Linked DNA regions of Mus musculus: region 1 is linked to region 2. The links are chromatin contacts, called in public Hi-C maps. All regions are on one chromosome and are shown on one strand. Each heading gives the region's core, a stretch centred on a gene start, on an enhancer-like site or on the middle of the called end of the contact. The rest is flanking DNA. Distances are from core to core; before and after follow the strand shown.

Region 1 (6,926 bases), core at 1,720-4,219, 360 kb after region 2:
ATCAGAAATTTCTTTAACACATATAATGTACTGAAATTCTCTAAGTAAATGAATTCAAAACCTGACTGACACTGACAAAAATATATATTAGTTGGTCTATTCCACCGTGAGAGCCCAGTAAAATAAAGCCTCACTCTGAATATTCACATCTAATAAAAATAAACACAATTAACAATTCAAGTAAATTAGACTTTCACACTGGTCACTGTTAATTTGCCTATATTTTAAAAAACAAATGTGGTAGAAAAGAGTAACACTTTAAATGCATTGTTTTAATCCACACTCACGAGCACCAAGAAATAATGGCACCAAAGAAAACAGCTGTTTCATTATCAGAGTTTCAAAGATACTTTTAATTAAATAGTAAAATAAGGCCCACTTTTCTGTAAACTGGCATATTCTAGTTAATCACACTTGTCAATGAGGGACTATAATTTGTGATTTTTAAAATGGATCTGAAGCTTGTGAGGGTTGTGTGCATAGTTCAGTAGCTAGAAGCTTCTGTAGGAAACATGAAGACGCCATTCAGTCCCTACAAAGAGGCTGCAGGGGAGGTGGTGGTGAGGGTGGGGCTGAGAAAGCTGTCCTTGTCAGACAAATGATACAAAACAGTTCAATACATGCAAGTAAGTATCACAAGGTAACAACAAACAGAGCTGCATTCTACAGAGACAAGAGTCCTGGAGCACTTGACACTCAGGACTGTTAGAGGAGACAGAAACTTCAAGTATATTAACCATTGTCAAGATGCCGCTGTTTGTTCTGCTCCCCAAAGCGGGCTTTACATTCCCACACGAACTAACAGCAACTCACAGAGCAGTCTTTCCTTTTGCATTGTCTTACTTTCATCGGCGAGCACATAAAAATCTTATAGTGTTTGCTATGGAAAACTCAAGGATACGAAGTAAGTTATATTTTAGGTTCCAATTCTACAAATATGAAGTTTATCATGTGGGCAATAATAACATTTGAAAAACAAAAACAAAAACAAAAAACAAAACAAAACAAAAATTACTTAAGAGGTCAGGCAGCTTTACAAAGCTACTTGAAATGGGAATCGTAGGCCCCTCCATTATTAGTATGCAAAGGGACTCCTTGGCTCAGGGAGGAATGGAGTTAAAGCCTTCCTTCGTTGCCTACTATAAACACGCAACTCAATTTAGAAGCAACCACCATCAACCCTAGGGAAAAAGGGCACAGATGTGGCAGTCACATTTTCAGACTTAGGGTCACAGCCTGTACCCCAAAGAGCTCCGTTTGGCCTCCATCCTCAACGAACCACTTGGACTGCCAGAGAAAAGCAGAAGGTGGAGCTTGCCTCGGCTGTGGCAGAGGGAAGAGGGAGGAGCAGATGGAGGACTCGAGCCCAGGGTCAGGGCTCTAACAGGAAGGAGAGGAGGTTTTAGAGCAATGCATAACTGAGCAGCCAGGGCACAGCCTGCAGCCCTCCTAGGAACTGCTCAGTTTCCCTACACAGCAGACTGACAGGCGGTGAGCCTTTCTTCAGGAGACAAGCTCCATCTCTGCTTGCCCCAGGGCTTTCTTCTCCCAGTAGAGGTTTCCTAGGGAGATATCAGTTTCTTGGGATCTGCTGCTTCAGTAGTGTAAAGGGCGCACACTGTTCCTTTAGAATATGTACACTCTTCCCAGGCAGGCTGCTCAAGGGAACTGAGAGACAGTGCGTGCTGAGTGAGCACCAGAGTTCAGCCACATCTTAAAGTCTCCATTAAGCTGTCACCTCTTTGGTGCACAGAGTGGTGGGGGACTTGGAAATCCTCAGATGGAGGTTAACTTAATCCCAGGCCCCTAGGATGACTCTGGCTACCCTGACTATTCTGTTCCCACCAGCACATGCCACTATCATCCTCAGGCAAGTGTCCCTCGCCTCCTATGGTTCCTGCAGCTCTATGCCTACTCTAGCGCTGGTGCTCCAGGCAATCTAATCCACTCTCTCAGGAACAATGACAGAAAAGCAGGAGGGAAAGTGCCTTCGAAGTTCAAGAACTCGGGCTTTTGCATTGCAATAACCTGGCATTTAAGCTTCAGGAAAGGTAAAGACTGAAATTTAAATATGCCCATTCATCACCCAAGGAGCCCCAAGACTCTTGGGGAATCGACCATTCCGTTTATGTCCAACTACCTACCTTTCCCCACCAGAAGAATAAAGAAAAGGACAAGCTGCATCCGGCTGTGGTCCACTAGAGAATAGACCCAAAAATGTGCTGGATGAGAAAGAAAAATAACTATCGATGGATGGAGGGGGCAGTGAAGCTACAAGAAATTACACATACAACTTCTGTCAAATGTGTGGACACTAACAGTGCAGGCAATCACTTCGATGGGGGAATAGTGTTTAGTGTGGCAAACCCCACGCTGACTACTGTAGTTATTAAATATGCTGGTTGACATAAGGAAAGTAGCCAATGAAAGGACACAGGTGAACTGGCAAGAGTGTCTAACCAAGGACTATGATCCAACGGTTAATGTCATAATAGTGAAATCAATTGGAAAATGCATGATAACTTTATAAATGTAAATTTGGTATGTTGAAAGCCTGGTGTATTAGAAGTCACCTAAATGCAAGTGGGGATGAACTATTTAGCTAAAATTAAAGTATGAGAGGGGAGGGAGGGCTCGAGGGAGGGAGGGAAAAGGGGAGAAAAGCAAGTAAGTGACCAATCTGGGGCTAGCAGTGCAGCATTTGCCTAACACACACAAGGCACCCGCTTTCACAGGTAGCAAAGAGACACACACGCATACCCACATATGCATGCACACATGCGCACACACACCCACATCCACCCACCCATGCATGCACACACACATAGACAAACCAAAGGCTGACATACACTCTTCTAGTGTTTATCAAAGGAGTTAGGCTCCTCTGACCAGCCTTCCCTCCACAGGCCTGCACAGCCAGCCCTACCTAGGCCCCTTGTCCCTCGAGATCTCATCAGTGCTGACATCATCCTCAGCTCCTGCCCCGGATGTGTGTGTGCAAGGTTTGCTGTCGGTGCACATCCTGTGGACTACTGCAGGAATGTTCACAACATAGTATGTGCTCACGGCTTTCTCCCTCTGGCCTGGGCCCCTGGTCCTTGGTATAAGTGGCACACTCACGGGCCCTTCCACTCTCTTCCCCACTGCCATGGTAGCCTTCCCATCACTGACGAGTACCAGAATGGGCATGTCTTTAGTGAAGGTTTAAAAGGCATTAACTATGCAATGATAAACCTTCCTCAGCTGCAGGAACTGGATTCTAGAAATGAGAGACTACAGCACAGACTCAGTGAAAACAACTAACACAACACAGCAACAGGCAAGAAACTGTTCGCATTCCCTGCCGACACAGAACTACACAAACTACTCATAAATACAGCAAAATAAAGACAGCAGCGCTGACAGACATACAAATTAATGCTAAAATGTTCACTGCATGTGCTCCCAGCACCTTCCCTGACAGAAAAATCTTTTTTTCAATAAATGTCAAATGTAATAGCAATGATATATCTAGGAATGATCACTGCAATATGTCCTAGTTCTTCATTAAAAAAGAACTGTACGTTCTTACTGTAACATAGAAAATATCTAAATAAATAAAAATGCTTTAAGCCAACTCAGAAAATAAAAATTTAAATGTGAATGGAATTTCCTTTTCTACCTTAGTGATTTGAACAGTTTACACCAAGCCAGTCAGAAATGACAAACTTTAGCAGTGGAGCAAATGAGGCTGAGGCCCTTTTTATTGGACTTCCTGTCTTGCCCCCACCTTCACTCTGGTCCCCTCCCATGGAACCCAAACCGCTGGTGGCCCAAGATGCCTGGTTAAAGTAATATCTTTAACTCTTAATAAGCCTTAGAATATATTTTACCAAGTAAAGCAAGCCTTTGAGCAGTAGACAAGCATGACCCCTCTGTCTAAGCAAAGCTAAACTGTATTACAGAAAATTACACCTACAGATGATGGGCAAATCATGTGATAAAGCATGCCGGAATGTCAAGTCTGAACAGTCACATCCCAAGGATACACACTAGTGTCTTGGGAGGTCTCAAAGGTCACACAACATATGATCAATTTCACCTCTACAATAGCCTGTGTAATTCCTAAAACTGCCACGAGGTGGCAGGTGTGGTGCAGGTTCTGGATAAGACTGGCCTAGGAAGCAGGTGAAAGTGAGCACACTGCTGTTGACACAACCTTAGTGCTAAGCCTGCTCTGTCCTTCCTGTGACTTCTCATAACTGAAGCAAAACAAGAGCTTCCTGCTTTGGTGATGATGAATCCAGAACTCAACTATTATAACTAAGGATTCTAATTCTCTCTTCTTCCCATAGTGTCACATGCATTGACTATGACTTAGAGGCACCTATATCTCGTTTAACAGAGGCCCTGATAATGGGACCTATAACTTCTTTACCTTTTTCTATCACTTAAAGAAAATATCCCATTACAAGGGCTTTATATACAAAGTAAGCAGTAATTTCTTGATCACTCTGTTAATACCTTCTGACAAGTTCTGTATTGGAATAAATAAGAGATATACTGAACAACTCAAGTTCAGCCAAGCTGTACCTTGAGATAAGCCAATAAATAATTTATATTTGTATATTTTCATAGAGGATAAAGATAATTTTACTAAACAAATGCAATAGCAGCTGAGTAACTGCTTAAGCATTATTGCTACATATAAACATTTAATGGAGTATACCATCTTAGGGACTTCCATGGTGACAATTTCCTGTTGACATGTGGTTTCTTATGATTCTGATGTCTCACCACTTCAGTTGATCTAACTAAGCATCCACAGACTACATGGTGAAGAGCACTGCACATGAGCTAAACATAAAGAGCCGAGCCTTTACTACCACTGGTGAGACTTAGTCCATGGTGTTGACTTCCTCTAAAGCCTGTGACCAGCTCACACCAATGCCAGCATCACATCCCACACACCTGGTTTCTGCCTTCTCGGTGTCACAGCCTTTCCTTCTGGTGCTAAGACCGAGGTAAGTATTCATTGATTTAGTAGGAACGGAGAAGAAACCCCAATTTTAAGATAACCTGTATCGCCTAAGTGCTTCTTGTAGATGGCTTGTATCTTTTGTTTTTCCTTTAAAAAAAAAAAAGAATGATTTATTTTCATGTATATTAGTACATTGTATCTGTCTTCAGACACACCAGAAGAGGGCATCGTATCCCATTACAGCTGGGAACCACCATGTGGTTGCTGGGAATTGAACTCGGGACTTCTGGAAGAGCATTTAGTGCTCTTAATGACTGAACCATCTCTCCAGCCCTATTTTTTCAAATATTCCCTCTTTTACATGAATATTTGGAGGCTTCAATCAATGTTCAATGTCAGCTGATAGCTCTGCATCATTTTCTCTTGAGTCTGGGTCCCACAACTTTCAATTAGAAACCTGGTGCTTGCTTCTTTGCTTTTTAATTTTTAATTATGATACATTGTAAGCCAGTAGAAAGGAGGCAGAATATATATCCATGAGCCCCATGGGAGCACAGAAATTGTTAGTGCTTCAGGTCTGCTTCACATTTCTCTCAGCATGGAGGTTTCTCTACAGTCCCATGGAACATAAATTTCAAACATCCTGTCTACATATTCAGCATGTATCTCCTAAAAGCACTCTCCTCTTAGGGTATATTACATATCAGTCATGGCTACAAAAAGTAACTGACATGATCATATGTGTGTGTGTGTGTGTGTGTGTGTGTGTGTGTGTGTGTGTGTGTGTGTGTGTGTGTGTATCCACAAGGCAAGGAACAATTTACATGTTGCAAGTAACTGTTGCACTCTTTAAGCTTTTGTCCTTGCCTTTTATCTCACTGACCATCTTGGAGTCCATTTTAAGCCTACAGCCCTGATTTGTCAGACTGCAGTCATGTGGTTAAAAGCAGACCACCCATCTTGCAGAAGAGTAGTGGAGCAGAGGCCGTGCTTGCCATAGGCTTGCCTCTGAAGAAGTACCTTGTCCATTACTGGCAGTGATGTAAAACCATCTGATTAGGTTGATATATGCCAGACTTCACGATTGAAAAATAACCGTTTAGACCAGTCATGGGGATAGATAACAGGGAATCTCAGCACCTGGGAAGTAGAGGGAGAAAAATCAGAACTTCGAGGCCAGCCATGGCTACAAAAGTAAGTCTACGGGGAGCCTGAGCTATCTGAGTCCCTATCTGAACAAGGCATTATATTTTATTACATATAGCATATAATATTATGTATCATTTTACATAACGGTTACCTCCTGACTTCTATAGCACACACTGTGGTACTGCCTGCCTTATGTTCTATAAAAAGAAAGAGGGAAAGCCATCCAAACACAAGCAGAACTATACTAAGCCTGTGAAACTTGAGCCCATCTGTCTCGCTTGTTAATAAAGAAAATTCTCTTAGCTTCACAAAATTATAGGAAAATCTGTCAATCAACGTCTCAGCTTGTCTCCTACAAGATCTGTACCAGGTTGTCTGTCACATCTCTAGTTTCTTCATTTGTGGAAGATCTTACTTCATCAGCTCTAATGAAGCAAACTGCATAAAAAGGTGAAATAAGGTTTCTATGAAAATCCTAATTCCCAAGTCAGCAGTCAAGAGGGCAGTCAAGGAAGAGCAGAGCCAACTACAGACACTAGGAGAAACTTTCCTAAGACGGATCATTATGAGAGTGGAACTTCTAAAGATAGTCTCTATGACCCAGGCATACGTGACTGATGAAACTCACAACTCGTCTTTCTATTGGCAAAGCACAAAGGCAGTTTAAATAACGAAGCCTATGTTTCCATTTACATTATTTCTTTAGTCAGGCTGATTCAGTAAGTAACCTAGGGCAGATCAGCATGAACTAGAGCTACCAATAATGAACACAGCGTGTTCCAACGGCATTTATACCCAATGACTTTGATTTCATGGT
Region 2 (6,778 bases), core at 2,910-5,409:
GGGGTGTATCAACAATGAGCACACAAAAATAGAGGCTGTTGGGCTGGTGAAATGGCTCAGCGGTTAAGGGCACTGACTGCTCTTCTGGAGGTCATGAGCTCAAATCCCAGCAACCACATGGTGGCTCACAACCATCTGTAATGAGAAAAAAAAAAATCAAACAAACAAAAAACCTATGGGCCAGATAGAGCAGGGCTAGAGCAAGAGGGAGAAGGGAGGAGGGAAAATAAAGGCTGTTGGGTACTTTTATGGAAACTACATAAGTTGAATAAAAGATCATATTCTTTTTATTGAAAATAATTTTTGTCATATAGTATATTCTGATCCCAGTTTCCTCTCCTTTATCTCTTCTAAGATCCTCCCTCCCTCCCTCTCCTTCCACCCACCTTTAGTTCCTTCTCTCTGTCTCTCTCTGTCTCTATCTCTGTCTCTGTCTCTGTCTCTGTCTCTCTCTCTCTCTCTCTAGGAAACAAACACGCAAATAAAACAAACCAACCAGAATTGAAAAAAGAAAAAGAAAAATCACGAGAAACAAACCAGGCGCGCGTGCGCATGCACGCGCGCGCACACACACACACACACACACACACACACACACACACACAAAGGAATAGGACACAAAGCCAATCATTTTGAGGATGCAGTTTCAACAAAAGAAATTTGAGGTTTTCATACAACATGGATGGAAAGTAAAGTCTTCCAGGAAGTCATTACGTAGCACTTAAGACATGGAACTATTTCAAATCTCCAAAGCCAGATGGTATTCATTGTGAGGCCCCGGGAGTCTTCCCACGTGAGTGGCCACAGTATAGGTCAGGGCATAAAACCCAGCCTCAACTCTGCCTTCTTATCTAAGAGCATGCTCTGCCAGGAGGCTTCCTTGAATAAAGATTTGAGGATTGTGTCTCATCATGTCTTAGTCCAGGGGGTATTGTTTGGGGAAATTAGAATGTTGGTCTGTTCTCAAGAGATACAAAAAAAAAAAAATTTTAAACTCTGAACATCTTGAATTCTCAGACATTCGCTTCAAAGACTAATTGAATCAATATGCAGTTGCAATCTTGATATATTCTGAGGTTGAAAAAAAATAAATCAATATTCAATTTAAATTGTTTCTAGAGAAGGACAACAAAATAGAAAAATAACTAATCTGATGTGATTTGCAAAGAGTGATTTTATTTTTGTTTTCATTTTCTTTTCAACCAAATTTTTCTATAAAAACTACATAGGTTGTCTAGAATTCGGAAAGGTATTCGAAACAAAGGCATTGTAAATATTCCAATTTTAAGGCATTTAATAAAACATTTATGCTGGGGGCTATAATTAATTATGGCAATTTCACTAAAAAGATTTAGACTGGGCAGCATAATGAGAGTTAAGTCAACACATTCCAGGTTGGGATCCAACTGGAGAATATAAAATGGACATTTTGTAATGAAGAGTCTAGATAGCATCATTATATTCTGCAATGGAAAAGATTTGAGATTTCATGGATTACTCCCAATCTAATCTCAGTAGCTCCAAATTTTAACCAATATATGCTAGACAGGAAAAGAAAAAAGAATTCTATAAGAAACTAGCAGCTATAAATTCTGCCTAAGTGACTACTTTACCATCCATAAATCAAAAGTATTAGACTATCACATCAACGATTATAATAGGAAAACCAAAGAAGTTTCTGTTTCAAATTATTAATTATATTTGTCGCCATAAAAATAGAAATTCTATCAATTTCTCATAATGTGAAGTTCTCAAAAAGCTAGGGTACTCGCTGAACCCACATGGACCGGAGACAATGGCCAACTTGGAATTATCATTTGTTGACTACTAATGGAACATGATCTCTGGGAAATGGAAAATATGATCATAAATAGGAGGTGTTTACTAGTCTTGCAAGATTTTCTTTATGAGAAATCCTCAGTGTTAAGAGCACTGACTGCTCTTCCAGGGGTTCTGAGTTCAATTCCCAGCAACCACATGGTGGCTCACAACCATCTGTAATGGGATCTGATGCCCTCTTCTGGTGTGTCTGGAGACAGCAGCAGTGACAGTGTACTCATATATATAAAATAAATAAATCTTAAAAAAAAAAAAAAGCATAGCATATAGTCTCTCTGACCTTGAGTCAAATATCGCAGTGCCGTAAAGGTTGTACATCTCTCTAGCCCTACTCTATGCTTTCAGAACACTCGTTTTTCTGTTCTCATTGAACTAAAACCAAGTCAAACCCTTGACCCAAGAAACTGCTGCCCAATCACTTGCTCACACGTTATCCATGACCTAACGTCAATCAAGTCTACAGGGCGGGAGCTCTGCCCACAGACTGAGGACATTTCCTTTCCAGAGATAACTCCCATGATGCAGCAGCTATGGCATGCTGAAAACTCAGCCTCCAACAGTTAACTTATTAGGGTAGGTAAGTTAGCATGGTTCTTTTGTTGCAGTTACTCCCCTCCATTAATTTATTGATTCATTCACTTTCCATCTAGATTGCTGCCCCCACTTCCGGTCCCCCTGTCATATTGTTGGGAGACTGAGCTTCACATCTGCTACGTATGTGCTGGGGGGTCAAGCACAATTCTTACCTGTGACACAGTCAAGACCCACCATTTAATTTGTGTTTACACATCTCAGTGTATGTATTCAAAATTTGTAGAAGTTGATGCTATTTAAAAAAAAAAATCAAAAAACAAACAAACAAAGAAACCAACTCCGTGGCAGCTTTAGTAAAATTAAAATGCCTAAGAGCAGCCCTGCCCATAAAAACCTTCCTCTGCATATCTGACTTCTGAAAACGCACGTTCTCTTTGTAGTTCTCAAGCAAGTTGCCTTGAGCTGCGATCCAGAGTGAAGGTCAAATGAGAGAGGAAATCTTAAATAAATCAGATACTTTTCATTTACACCAAGAATTTTCTATCACACTCGTCTCTGCCAAAAAAAAAAAAAAAACCCAGCCTATCTTTACCGTTTACTTTCTACTGGAGTCAAAATTAGAGTTTGCAAATTGTAAATATAGGTGGGAAAGATAATTTAGAACACTGTTTTATCATCGTCGACCCGACAGTTTTCATAACCGAGTCCCACATATTTTGAGAATGCCATTATTGCCTCGCAGTGTTTATAGAGCAGAGTAGAGCAAGCCCGCCTCCACCAAAGGGCAGAAAAGAAACTGAGTGACCCAGAGGAGGACACAGTGTGACCTGTTTATGATTAAACCCTGAGAAGGATAAATTGAGTTAGGCTGGCTGCCTGAGTGGGAGGGAAGTCAGCTGCACACCGCCAGCCAGGTCCCATTTCCCGCGCCTTTTTCCTTTCCCTGCCTACCCTGATGGTGCCAAGGTTGATGGCTGCTCCTCTCCATCAGGGCCCAAATGCTTTCTTCAGTTGCAGTCATTCAATTCGGGAGAAGGCAAGAATCTTGTTTGGGGATGGCAAGATGCGCTTTGGTGTTATTCCTTTGTGCGCAGGGATGGGGGGGGGGGGCGGGGAAATAAAAAGCAAGAGGAGTTTACTCTGGATTTCAACATCTGTCAATATCTAACTGCAGACATCTCAGCAGCTGAAGCCAATCAGCGTCTGGAAAGTGCTAAGCAACCGTACCAAGTGCTCCCAACTAACATTACCTCCGAATGTGCATGACCAGGCATATTTCAGTCCGCGCTGCCAGGCAGTGTTAGTAATGCGAGCAATATGCAGCTCACTTTACTTGCTGACTGGCTTAAAAAGAGAAAATTAAATACATTTCTCATAAGGATATTTTGTGGAATTTTTCCACATCATTAAATAAAATGTAGCCCTGGTTTAAAGGCATTTCCTGAGAGAAAACATTTCTTAACCTAAACTAACCGAACTGTGGGAAGCAGTCTGCCTGTGTGTACACCATAATATTTTTTTTCTGATTACATGTAATGGGTCTCCTATCATCCTGCAGGCTTACCCATATCATTGAATTGTTTCATAGCCATCCAAAAAAATTGACTGCAAACTTTTTTAAAGCGGTTCTCCGGGAAATGGGTGCTTATTCAATTTTCTCCTCAGAGTTACAAAAGAGCAGATGGTATTGGAGATGACATTTCTAAAATAATTAAGAAAAATAACGACGGGCTTTCTTTGGCTAGGTGCATGCGTTCTTCGCCACTTCAACGTAACAAGCTGTAACAGTATTGCCTCAGTACTCACCTAAGGAGGATAAGCTCAAATGCGCCCCTCAGGAAGTGGAAAGGACTGTTACAGAAGCAAATAGAAAATATTTTCTCTTTGACCAAGCTGCAATTGAAGCCAGGGCCCTGTGAACTGGGCAAACACCCTGCTATGACCTACATACGCCCCAGTCCCCAAATACTTTGCTATACTCCGTTGGAATGTGTATTTTTCCCCTACTTCCCACGGAAGCCATGTGCATCCAGATTGAAGCCATTCCGGGTTGAGTTTTTTGCAATACCCCTTTAATTACTTTAGATCCCCCGTGAGCTGAGTTATTACCACTAACTTCCTAAGTTTGTGGTCCCTGCCTAGGGAGAAAGGTGCTTGCTGTACAAGGCTTAGCTATCTTTTTTTTGTTTTCCATTGGAATAGCCACTTGAGATACTCTGATTTTTTTTCTTTTAATAGATTTTCTTGGCCTTTTTGTCTAAGTCAGAAGTTTTCTATTAAAAAGAAAGAAAAATTATCCTCCCAAGAAGGTAGCACATATTTTCTGTCTAATCCCCAGGAGCCTTCTAGCCAATTTGAAAGTCAACATCAGACAGAGTTGTGAAGCTTTTTTGTTTTGTTTCAATCTCAACTCTCACAGTTGCTTAAATTGAATCAAGAAGCAAGACTCTCCGACTAAGTGGCAGACAACAACAACAAAAGGCAGCCATCTTTTTATAAGGATGTGTCGGCTGAGTTCACCCTGAGAGGGAAACAAAGGCAAGGTAATGCCCCCCCCCCTCGCCCCCAGAGGTCACAGCTACACAACCATCCACAAAACCACGCATAGGAAGAGAATGAGCTGCCCGCCCACAGCATAAGCCCTGCTATTGTAATGCAGCTTAGCGATTTCAGTGCTGGGATTTTTGACCCAGATGCCCTCAGAAATAAAAACAAACTCAGGTCCAAGAAGCTTAGGGATTCTCATCCCACATATGCACGTATGTACACGCAGTCACCCGCGCCCGGTAGATGTGCCGTCTGGACAAGGGTGCTGTGTCTAATAAGAAACACAGAACAATGTTCTCTTCAGGGTACTGGATCAAATTCCCAGTCTCCTAACTAGGTTAGGACTCTGTCCCAGCTCTGGGCATTGCCTTGTGGCACAGAATAACCTCTCACTCCACTGCTATTCCCTGTAAAAATAAAACCTTCAAGAAGAAAGAATGTCCTATTGTTGGAGCAGAATTATTCCTCCAACTTCTCAAAGAGGAGGTATTTTCAGCATCTGGGAAGAGATTGTGTCCGGAGGGGCTTCTTAGTTTTACAGCTGGGTCCACTCAAACCAGTCCAACAAGCCAGTATTACATAGAGGAGCCCAGCCAAACACAGGCACTTCAATCATGCTCAATCCACTCGGGTTCTGGTAAATGAAATAAAACCCCAAAGCTTGGCTTTTTATTTTTCTTAGGGCAAAGTCCATTTAGAATGGATATAATCGCTCGCTATGGTTACATATGCCACATTTATTTTTAAATAGCTCCATATCCCAAGGGCTCCCGATTTTCATCTACACGGCAGGTAGGAAGACGGCAGGAAAAATAAGTTTTCAACACAGTCTCCATTTTATCTGGTACAAAAAACACAGGTAGAGATATTCGCTCAGGTTGGTAAGGCCGGAGCAAGTTGGCAATTGAGCCTTGTGTTTATATCCTGGAAAAAGTGCCCAGCTGTGGGGATGGGTAGCTAAAATACCCTACAATCTGCTGGCTACGCTGGGCATCGTGGCACAGGGTTTTCAACTGCAGGGTGAGAGGCCTCCCTGTTGTGGGTAAACGGTTGCCACTCCAACCCTGCTAGGGATGACTCAGGTGACAGACTTCAAGAGCGTAGCTAAGTTGCAGGGAAATGTTGGGGTGAGGCATGCTTGCCTAGTAAACGGTGACTTGTGTTTTCTGTATTTCACCTGCCCTTACCCAGTGCTTTTCCTCCTCTCAGTTCCCAGACCCCAGATCTTACTCATCCTTGAACCCTAAATGGACTCTGAGCCTCTCTAGTTAAAGTAGCCTGTTGACCAAGCTGGCTGGTTGTAGATCATTAGGCCTAAGTGGGGGTTAACAGACTGGGAGTCAGGTACCTTGTTTTACCTCATTACTTATGATTATCAATGGAGAGATTCTGTGGTAACAAGAGCTTGCTTTGTACCCTGGCTGCAATCAGCCAAAGGTGAGAGGCTGTTTTCCTTAATGACCCGGGGTTAGGTCTTGGTATTTGCTGCGCCTTACCCCTCTTGAGGAATTACCTTCCTCCAAGCACTGAGTTGAACTAACTAGGAGTCAGTGGAATGCATGAGCCAGGAATCCCCCTTCCACGCCATGAGTGAACCCATTGCTCACTGCAGCGCCAGCCCTTCTTATCACCTGTGCTAGATGGTTTCATGAGTGACCCACACGCTCAATGCCACCATCCAGATTATTCCACCGGAAACAAGACTGGGGTAGTCAGTCTTCCCAGCCAGGAAGCGCTCTTCCTTGAAGAAGAAAAGCAAACACTTTGCAGGCTTCAGGAAACTATCACAGGCAACAAATTCCTTATGACATGTCGCAGCTGATCCTAGCACATGGGCAAGAGAGAGTACAAGTGGAGA

Evidence for each region. Hi-C and Micro-C count contacts between places; a contact is called where the count stands out from the background.
Region 1: a contact with region 2 is called in a Hi-C map of the N1E-115 cell line, with 4 times the contacts expected there. The contact joins two enhancer-like sites. A contact is called at or near these places in 1 of 15 datasets of contacts at CTCF or cohesin (pro-B cells) and 2 of 484 Hi-C or Micro-C datasets (the N1E-115 cell line and embryonic stem cells).

The regions. Positions count from the first base shown.
Region 1 is chr17:63,320,097-63,327,022 of GRCm38.p6, forward strand. The region is part of intron 6 of Fbxl17 (F-box and leucine-rich repeat protein 17); the gene reads right to left. Among named protein-coding and RNA genes, the nearest start is that of 4930405O22Rik, 11 kb to the left of the region's middle. Within about 2 kb of position 2,970, at least 30 of the 459 cell types and tissues checked have an H3K27ac peak or open chromatin away from gene starts, as enhancers often do. A contact at or near this core is called in the N1E-115 cell line, where this site is marked.
Region 2 is chr17:62,958,557-62,965,334 of GRCm38.p6, forward strand. No RefSeq gene overlaps it. Among named protein-coding and RNA genes, the nearest start is that of Gm34179, 23 kb to the left of the region's middle. Within about 2 kb of position 4,160, at least 23 of the 459 cell types and tissues checked have an H3K27ac peak or open chromatin away from gene starts, as enhancers often do. A contact at or near this core is called in the N1E-115 cell line, where this site is marked.